Regions from separate parts of the Sus scrofa genome. Here regions 1 and 2 are each linked to region 3. A link is a contact called in public Hi-C data. All regions are on one chromosome and are shown on one strand. The core of a region is the stretch at or near the end of the contact, and the rest is flanking DNA. Distances in the headings are between cores, read along the strand shown.

Region 1 (3,088 bases), core at 487-2,986, 210 kb before region 3:
TATCCACTCAGCTGTCAATGGATACTTGGCTTGCTTCCATATTTTAGCTATTGTGAATAACGGCTGCTGTGAAAATAGGTGTACAAACACCTCTTCAGGACGCTGCTTTCAATTCTTTTGGATCTATACCAGAAAGTGGAGTTGCTGGATCATTTGGTCATTCTTTTTTTTTTTTTTAATTTTTAAATTTTTTTGCCTTTGAGGGCTGCACCCGCAGCATATGGAAGTTCCCAGGCTAGGGGTCGAATCGGAGCTGTAGCCGCCAGCCTCCACCACAGCCACAGCAACTCGGGACCCAAGCCGCATCTGTGACCTACACCACAGCTCATGGCCACAATGGATCCTTAACCCACTGAGCAAGGCCAGGGATCGAACTCGCAATCCCATGGTTACTAGACGGATTCGTTTCTGCTGAGCCACGACGGGAACTCCTCATGTGGTAATTCTCTGTTTACTCTTTTGAGGAACCGTCATCCTGTTTCCACAGCAGCTTTACTATTTTACGTTCCTACCTGCAGTGCACAGGGCTTCAATTTCTCCATATCCTTGCCAACACTTGTTGTCTTCTGGTTTTTTGGGGAGTAGTCGTCCTAATGGCTGGGAGGTGGTATCTCATTGTTCTGATTTGATTTTGCTTATCAGTCGCTCATGCATCTTCTTTGGAGAAATACCTGTTTAAATCCTTTGCCCACTTTTGAAATGGGTTATTTGGGTTTCGTGTTGTTGAGTTTTGGAGTTCTCTATGTATTCTTGACATTCATCCATCAGGTAATGATTTGTTTTCTCCCGATCTGTAAATTGCCTTGTTACTCAGTTGATACTATCTTTTTAATGCACAAAATTTTCAATTTTTCATGAAGTCAAATTGATCTGGTCTTTCTTTTGTTACCTCTGCCTTTGGTGTCATATCCAAGAAATCATTGGCAAATCCAATGTGAAGCTTTTGTCCTATGTTTTCTTCTAAGAGTTTTTATTGTTTTAGGTCTTAGACATAGGTTAATTTTTCATTTTGAGTTAATTTTTGTATATGGCGTTTGGTAAGGAGGGATTCAACTTCATTCTTTCACCTGTGTGTATCTAGTTTTTCCAGCACTCTTTGTGGGGATGGTTGTTGAATAACAGTATAAACAGGTACTGCTGTTATGAGAGACCCAACCATGCCCTTGGTTTTCAGTGCCCTGTAGACCACACAATTCAGAGCATGGTTCAAACAGAAGAACAATGCTTTTAAAACCACCTAAAACTACCTTGGCAGTCTTATTTTTAGTAGCCCTCTACAAGCATGTTAATTTCATTATTTCAATAAACTCTCTATTTGATTGACTGGGACTGGATTTAGTAGACATTTGTCAGGCTGTGTCTTCCCTGGAGATCTGTTATGCTTGGAGTATGTAAGGCATCTTTTCCTCTTCAAACAGTGTTAAGTTAGGAAAGTGTTGTGGTCATATTATGAGTACAATTGTCTAAGAACATTAAGAACCTTAGCCTGGATCTTTTGTAACCATAAAAGGCAATGTGTCATGCTTTCCTGTTTTGCATGGATGAGAAGGGAGTAAAAAACACCAAAAGAATTTTTATTGCATAGAAATATTTCCTTCCTAGCAGGCAGTGTGTGAAGCAATAATGAGCCTAAAAAACAATCTTATATCGTCGTGAGAGCAGAGGGCTGGGACAAGCACTGTGGCCACACAGACTCAGGGGCTGGTGAGGAAGCTGCGGATTCCAGCCCGGGTCCCTTCTGCCTACCCGCACAGCACCTTCCCCTGGACGGGTGGGCCGGGGACCTTTCTGTGCCTCTTCGCACATCCCTCTGAGCCCGGCTGGATGGGTCGTAGCTTCCTCTCTCTGGAAGAGGAACTTGTCACAAGTCTGTGGTGCAGATAATTGGTGAAGACAGGCTAGAACCACGCTTCCCTAATTGCCAGTCTGTGGCTAAGCCCAGAGGAGTGTCCATTGTGTTGAGCAGTTGTTTTCTGTGAGGCAAATTACCCGGTACAGAAACTGTCCCTTTTAGTGTATTCGGTGTTGCCTCAGCCCTTGCAGACCATCGCCACGCAGCCCTCAGTACCGTCCGTCTGCCTGAGCGCTGGATTTGAGACCAGCTTACAGAGCCCACGTTTTCCAGCAGCCTCATTTACACTGGGCCCGTCTTAGGCTTTGGGTTTTATTTGTTTGTTTGTTCTTCGGCATCGTGCAAGTTCCTGGGCCAGGGATCAAACCTGTGCCACAGCAGCCACCCAAGCCATAGCAGTGACAATGCTGGATCCTTAACCTGCAGCGCTACCAGCGACCTCTCCCTCTCACATTTTTAGTGCCAGGCTAGTCCTACTTTTTTTTTTTTTTTTTCCTTCATTAATGGCCATACCTGCAGCATATGAGGTTCCTAGGCTAGTGTCAAATAGAGCTGCAGCTGGCAGCCCATGCGCCAGTCATAGCACACCAGATCTAAGCGCATCTGTGACCTATGCCAAACTCACGGCAATGCTGGATCCTTAACCCACTAAGCGAGGCCAGTGATCGAACCCGCAGCCTCAGAGACACTATGTCAGGTTCTTAACCTGCTGAGCCACAATGGGAACTCCCCTTTTCTTTTATTACCACTTCCTTCATTTCATCCCCAAGAGAATTTAGGTTGCTGAACAGAAATGACTGTCAATGTGTTTTTATGCCAAATTAGGAGAATCCGTGGTTTCTTTAGTTTGTTTCGGAACCAGTATCTTTCAGTAGACTAAACCTGCCTCATTCTCTGGATGTGGAGATGATACAGCTACCTAAAAGGCATAGGAATTTGTTTTATCAGATGCTTTTCTAAAGATATGTTTACATGCAGTTTATTTTTTAAACATTCTGTAGTATGTATCAAAATTAAGGTAAACAGTGAGAGCTGCCTAAGATTTCATGGTGTGGCTGTGATGTGACTGTGGTACATTGTTGTGGGGGGAGAAAAAAAAAAACCAAGCCATTCACTCTGATATCAGTAATTTGAACATGAAGAGCAACTGTTCTTTAGCGTAGTGTGTTTTTCGGCTTTAGAAGCCTTGCATTCCTGGGAAGACAGTGCAGGGCAAATATATGGTGTTAGTTCTCT
Region 2 (2,757 bases), core at 209-2,708, 160 kb after region 3:
TGTCAGGACAACCGTTGTCATCTGGGACTAATGAATGAATGAACAAATGAAGAAGTGATTCCTCAAAAGGTGGAGGCTGTAGGCACTGAGGCAGCCACCGCTTCCTACAGCCACTGAAATCACTGTCAAATAGAAAATTCACCTGCAGTTACTATGTGTCCCATAAAGCCTTTTCCAATCCATCTTTTTTTTTTTTTTGTCTTTTTTCTTTTTGGCTTTTTAGGGCTGCACCTGCGGCATATGGAGGTTCCCAGGCTAGGGGTCGAATTGGAGCTGTAGCTGCCGGCCTACACCACAGCTCACAGCAACGCCGGATCCTTAACCTGCTGAGCAAGGCCAGGGATTGAACACGCAACCTCATGGTTCCTAGTTGGATCCGTCTCTGCTGCACCACGACGGGAACTCCTGCAATCCATCTTTGTTCCTCTCCTTCAGACGAGGATTCCCGCTGCAGAGAGAAAAGCTGGGCTGGGGCTGAAGGGCCTTGCTGTTGCTGCTGCCCCCGCCCCCCGGCGGCGGGGGGCGGGGGGCGGGTGTCAGACACTGAGCGAGGCACTCTGTGTTCTTACTGCATTTAATCCTTACATCACCCTTGCGAAATAGATACTCTTTTATTACCTTTTGCAGGTGAGTCAGCTGAGGCTTAGGGCAGTTAAATAACGCGCCCAATGTCACACAGCCACCAAGTGCAGAGCTGCAACCCAGGCACAAGTCTGTTGGCCACCAAAGCATGTGGTTTTAATAGTCCCCAACGCTGCTTTTGGGCCGCCTGCTCTCTCCTGCTTGGCGTCCCCAAGTTCATCAGCTGGAGAGGGGGCTAGGGGCTGGGGAACAGAATGGGAACAGGGAGCTTGCCTGCCTGGAGGCCAGTCCTGTGTCCAGTTGTGGGGGGGGACAGGGCAGTGGCCAGGGCAGGGCAGTGAGCAGTGGGCTCTTCACAGGAGAGCATGCCAGGACCCTGTGTTGTGCCTGAAGTCTAGGTCAAGGAGGAAAAATGGGCTCTTTCTACCTCCTGCCTCTGGTCTTTTCCCACTCCCATCCTCACCCCTGGAGGGCTGTGGAGTTTCCCTGATGCCTGCCTGGCCTGGCCATTTTTTCCAGAACGGCCATCTGAGGCCCAGCGCCAGGCCCTCAAGAGAGCAGGCCTAGAGGTCTGTCTCCAAGACCATGCCACACCCAAGAGCCAGGGACAGAGGCTGGGAGGGGCCTGGCCAGGCTGAAACAGAGGAGGCGGGGGGCAGTGCCAGGACCCCTCTTCCCTCCCAGGCACTGCTCCATCACTCTTCTGAGTGCCTGGGGGAGCGAGAGAAGGGGGGCCCCCCCGAAAAGGATCACTTGGGCTCTGCTGGGCGAGCTCCCCCTGCCGGCCGCTGCCTGCCTCTCTCCTAGGACAGGCCTTGCCCCTGGCTGCCAGTCCAGCGCCAACGTGGAGACTTGGCCGGGCCAATTACGGCTAACTGGCGCCCTCTAGCGTCTACCTCTCACGGCCCAGCTGCCCCTCCTCCTCTGGGGTTAAGGGCACATCACACAGAGCTCCCCTGAGCCGCTCCCGGTGGGCAATGCCCCAACCTAACAAATATCTTCCAAACCAGGACGAGTCTGATAGTAAGAGGGGGTTCTGCTGATTATGAGGCTGGGAAAATAGACATAAAATGGGACTGTTCCAGGCAAGTCGGGACATCTGAGCACCCCACTCAGGTCAGACGTAGCCCTCAACCATCTGATGAAGCCTCCAGAACCATCTCCGGGAGGCAACCCATGAAGGAAGTAAGAACCCCATCAGCACGAGGGCCGCGAGAGTAGGTGCTCAAGGAACGCGTGATGGATAAACGACTCTGAGCCACACTTGGTCGTGGTACTCCTGGTCTGGGCCGGCTCGGGCAGAGTTCCAGCTGGGCGACCAGCTGGGCGGCAGGGAAGCTGCAGCCAAAGCTCCTTGTGAAGCAGGAGGAGGACGCTGGTTCTGGAGCTTGGCGCACGGTAGGGGAACGGGGCGTGGCGCTGATGGAGCAAAACGAAACATCGGCCCGTGATGAATCAAGACATCCTCCTGCATTTGGGGTCTTGCTGTGGCATCTCGAAAAGAAAACCACCCCTCCAGCAAGAGAAGGGATTTCATGTTGTGGCTCAGTGGGTTAAGGACCCGGCGTAGTGTTTGTGAGGATGTGGGTTGGATCCCTGGCCTCGCTCAGTGGGTTAAGGATCTGGTGGGGCCGTCAGCTGCGGCCTAGGTTGAGATGGGGCTCGGATCTGGCGTTGCCTCGGCTGTGGTGTAGGCCGGCTGCTGTAGCTCCCATTTGACCTCTAGCCTGGGCATGTCCATATGCTGCAGGTGGGGCCATAAGAAGAAAAAGAGAGAGAAGTGTGTTTTGACAGAGCGCCTCTTCTGGCTGGTTTTGCCCGTGGGCCTTTCTTGCCACCCCTGGCACCAGCTTTCGAGATGACCTCTGCTCTGCTGGGCCCCTTCAGTGACTAACACAGGCAAGTGTGTGGGCCGCCACCTGTCCCTGCCTCCACCCCCTCCCCCTGCATTTCCTCATCACTGCCTTGTGGTTTCTGGTTTCTGGGGGCCAGGCCTCAGGGAGGTGTGATAACTGCTGACTCCCTGGGGCTCCCTGAAGTGGGCTGATGTAAGAAGGCTGGCATCTGTGACCCCTGACCCAGCACAGTGACTGCGTCTTACCCTCAGGAATAAACCCAGTGGAAGGCCCATTGGCCGGAGCCAGGACAGAAGGACCAAAGCAGGCTTGAGAGGGC
Region 3 (3,051 bases), core at 493-2,992:
CCAGTGCATATAATGACTTTTGCGTGTGTCCCTGCCATCAAGAAAAAGACTATATTATTTTCAGTACATTATATTTACTGAGATGTGAAGGTCTGTATAAAGTGTAGAAAGATAGCCATCAGAATATCAGAATATGGCTAGCATCCATGAGGACGCAGGTTCAGCTCCTGGCCTCGCTCACTGGGTTGGGGATCCAGGGTTGCTATGAGCTGTGGTGTAGGTTGCAGACCTGGCTTGGATCTGGCATGGCTGTGGCTATGATGTATGTAGGCCAGCAGCTGCAGCTCCAATTCAACCCCTAGCCTGGAAACTTCCATATGCCTTGGGTGTGGCCCTAAAAAGAAAAAAAAAAAAAAAAAAAAAAGTAAAATTAAACACCATGAAATTTTATGCTCTAGTAGAAATTTCACGTTATAAAGAATGTATAAAGCCAGATTTTTTGGGGGGGGGAGAAACCACCACAATCAAACTAAGGAAAAGAGGGATTGGGGGAGAGAATGCATATTTATTTAGTACCTGCTTTGTTTTTGTTCAGTCCTTTCAGCAACACCATGAAATAAGAATTATCATCTTCATTTTGCAGATGAAAAAAATCAAGATTCCAAGACACAAAGTATTTTGCTTGCCTATGTCTCACCACTAATAAATGGTGGCGCTAGGAATCGAACCCGTTTTTATCTGACTCCAAAGTCTACATGTACCTTTTCCCATTATTCTGGGCTGTCACCTCCCAGATTATGATTTTTTTTCCTTTGCATTTGCAGCAAAATTCAAGAAACTTCGGGCTTTAGTTCAGTAGTGCTACTTCAACCCCAAAGGTAACCTGTTGACATGATCAGAGCATGCGAAGGATAGTGAAAACTTGAAACCAGTTTAACAAAATCTGAATAATATTTTGTCTCCTTGGTCACTTAAATCTAAGGCAGTGACAGCAAAAGGAGACACGATTTCATTTTTTCAATGCCTTGAGTAGGATACTTCTGAATCGGAGAACTTTAATGGTTCCTGTAGGCAAGAATTTTGGGTGTGTGGGATTTCACTCTCTAGTGGTTAGAATCCATGTGCCTCGGAGGTTTAGTGTGTCGTGGGTGAGATCAGGGTGGTCACTCATTGGTTGTGTGCCCACCATGCGGAGCAGCCTGGGCATGAGATGGGAACGGACTGCCTTCAGGAAGAACTGACCCCAGATGGAATCACTCTTGGAGGGGAGTTTACAGCCAGTCAATCCTGGGTTAAGACTGTCTCCGAACCAGGCTCCAAGGAACGGGAGGGGCCAGAGAAGACTAACCACCAGGAAGCGAATCCATGAGTATCTTCCCTACTAACCTAAGAGCACAGGCATATAGAGTTTGGAAGGTCTGGACAAATGAAATAATGGCTGACTTGTGAATAAGGATGAAAATATTTGATGATGTGACTCCCAGGGAAGCAATTATGGTTAACCCCTCATTTGTTTGGCATTTTCAAGGATTGAACTGGCCCACATAACTGATTTTTCCAGACAACTAAAACTTTCCTATTTATGTGCCTCGAATGTTTTTAACCAGGCTTAGTGGAAATATTTCTGAACTAGGTTGTACCGTTATCCTGCCTTCTTGAACAGAAGCTGCAAGAAGTAACATTTCCCTGGTCGCCTTTGACGGCAAGTCTGAGAAAACCCGGTTCGAGGAGGTTCCAGTAGTTAGGACATGCAGTTGTGTCACATAACAAGAAATCTGGAGGGGGCAGCACCAGTGATGATGCATCCGACAGCTCAGTGATGTCAGGCTGACTGCCCTCATGGTCACAAGACAGGGACACAGCTCCAAGCCTCAAGATCTCACATGCTAAGATCTAGGCAAGAATGCAATGGGGGCTTCTCTTTACATGTGTCTTTAATCAGAGAGGAAAATATTTCTCAGAGGACCCCTAGCCCACTTCCCCTCGGGTCCCACTGGCAGGACTGAGTCACATTTCCATGCCTTGGTTTCATGGAAGGCTGAGGGAGTGAATGCCCAGCGCTTTCCAACTAGGGGGTGGGAGGAGGGCTCTGCCCATAAAAAAAGAAGGATGGAGAATGGCTGTTGGGTGGGCAACCAAGAGGGCCGGCCAGGTTACCAAGATTGGGAGTAAACATTGCTAGGTATGGTAATAGTTTGAGGGATGGTTGAGATTCTGTTTCTACAGTGAATGGCCCTAGACTGGGATGTTTGCTGATGTCCTGAGTCTGGTTTTATGTCTTTTTCTCCCTCCTTGCCTTGTGCCAGACTGCTAGTTATCACTGCTTGCTTTTAATGTATCTTATCCTCATTTTGCCGTAATTAGTCCCCCCCCGCCCCCGGAAAAAATCGTATGATCAGACTTGTTAGAACTATGCCTTAAATGTCCTGCGTGAGCATGTGGCAGCTGTCCTGTGGATCGGATACAAAGGGTGCATTTCTTTTGGCTGTTCAGTGTCCTTTTTCCATTGTTGAGGTTGGTGGGGGGGTAAGGAGTCTCTAGAAAGTCTTGTGAATGTAGATGAAACTCTGATGAAGTTCTCTTGTGAACAAATGAGCATTTAGGGGCAGTGAAGCTTATTTCCTAGAGAAGGTAAGACCGTCGGAACTTCAGCATGACTTTCCTGAAACCACGAGAGAGGCGGCCAGATTTCTCAGTGCGTAAAGCGACACCCCTCCGCCCCACCTGTGCAGGCTGCATAGCTAGTGGCTGCTTGGGTAGCCCCCCTGACTCTGGGACATGACCAGTGGGACACCTGTCCCTGCAGTGACAGTCCAGCATGCGGCAAGCTGGTGCAGAACTTAACTACGCCAGCCTCCTGCCAGCACGTCGGAGCCCTGTGAGCGACTCGACTCGTGTGACGTGCCCAGGTGGGGCACAATTAGAAGTGTTTGGGTGTGACTTGTTTCAACAAGTTCACAAAGAAAGCAATGCTTCGGAAATGATGAGTGAAATTATACCGAACAAGTGAGGGCCACCCCTTCCGTGGATGGAGAGCTGACCAAGACTCCATCTCTGCATAGGAAGCTGTTGTGAAAATAACCCTGACAGTGAGTTCCTGAGCCCGCCGAT

The links. Hi-C and Micro-C count contacts between places; a contact is called where the count stands out from the background.
Region 1: a contact with region 3 is called in a Hi-C map of embryonic fibroblasts, with 1.8 times the contacts expected there. The contact joins two enhancer-like sites. A contact is called at or near these places in 2 of 47 Hi-C or Micro-C datasets (embryonic fibroblasts and fibroblasts).
Region 2: a contact with region 3 is called in a Hi-C map of embryonic fibroblasts, with 2.8 times the contacts expected there. The contact joins two enhancer-like sites. A contact is called at or near these places in 2 of 47 Hi-C or Micro-C datasets (embryonic fibroblasts and subcutaneous adipose tissue) and 1 of 2 datasets of contacts at active chromatin or transcription factors (alveolar macrophages).

Annotation. Positions count from the first base shown.
Region 1 is chr3:111,145,874-111,148,961 of Sscrofa11.1, reverse strand. The region is part of intron 6 of BABAM2 (BRCA1-A complex subunit BRE); the gene reads left to right. Among named protein-coding and RNA genes, the nearest start is that of BABAM2, 180 kb to the left of the region's middle. Within about 2 kb of position 1,736, at least 27 of the 83 cell types and tissues checked have an H3K27ac peak or open chromatin away from gene starts, as enhancers often do. A contact at or near this core is called in embryonic fibroblasts, where this site is marked.
Region 2 is chr3:110,783,727-110,786,483 of Sscrofa11.1, reverse strand. No RefSeq gene overlaps it. Among named protein-coding and RNA genes, the nearest start is that of PLB1, 44 kb to the right of the region's middle. Within about 2 kb of position 1,458, at least 26 of the 83 cell types and tissues checked have an H3K27ac peak or open chromatin away from gene starts, as enhancers often do. A contact at or near this core is called in alveolar macrophages and embryonic fibroblasts, where this site is marked.
Region 3 is chr3:110,939,787-110,942,837 of Sscrofa11.1, reverse strand. The region is part of intron 10 of BABAM2 (BRCA1-A complex subunit BRE); the gene reads left to right. Among named protein-coding and RNA genes, the nearest start is that of FOSL2, 98 kb to the right of the region's middle. Within about 2 kb of position 1,742, at least 6 of the 83 cell types and tissues checked have an H3K27ac peak or open chromatin away from gene starts, as enhancers often do. A contact at or near this core is called in alveolar macrophages and embryonic fibroblasts, where this site is marked.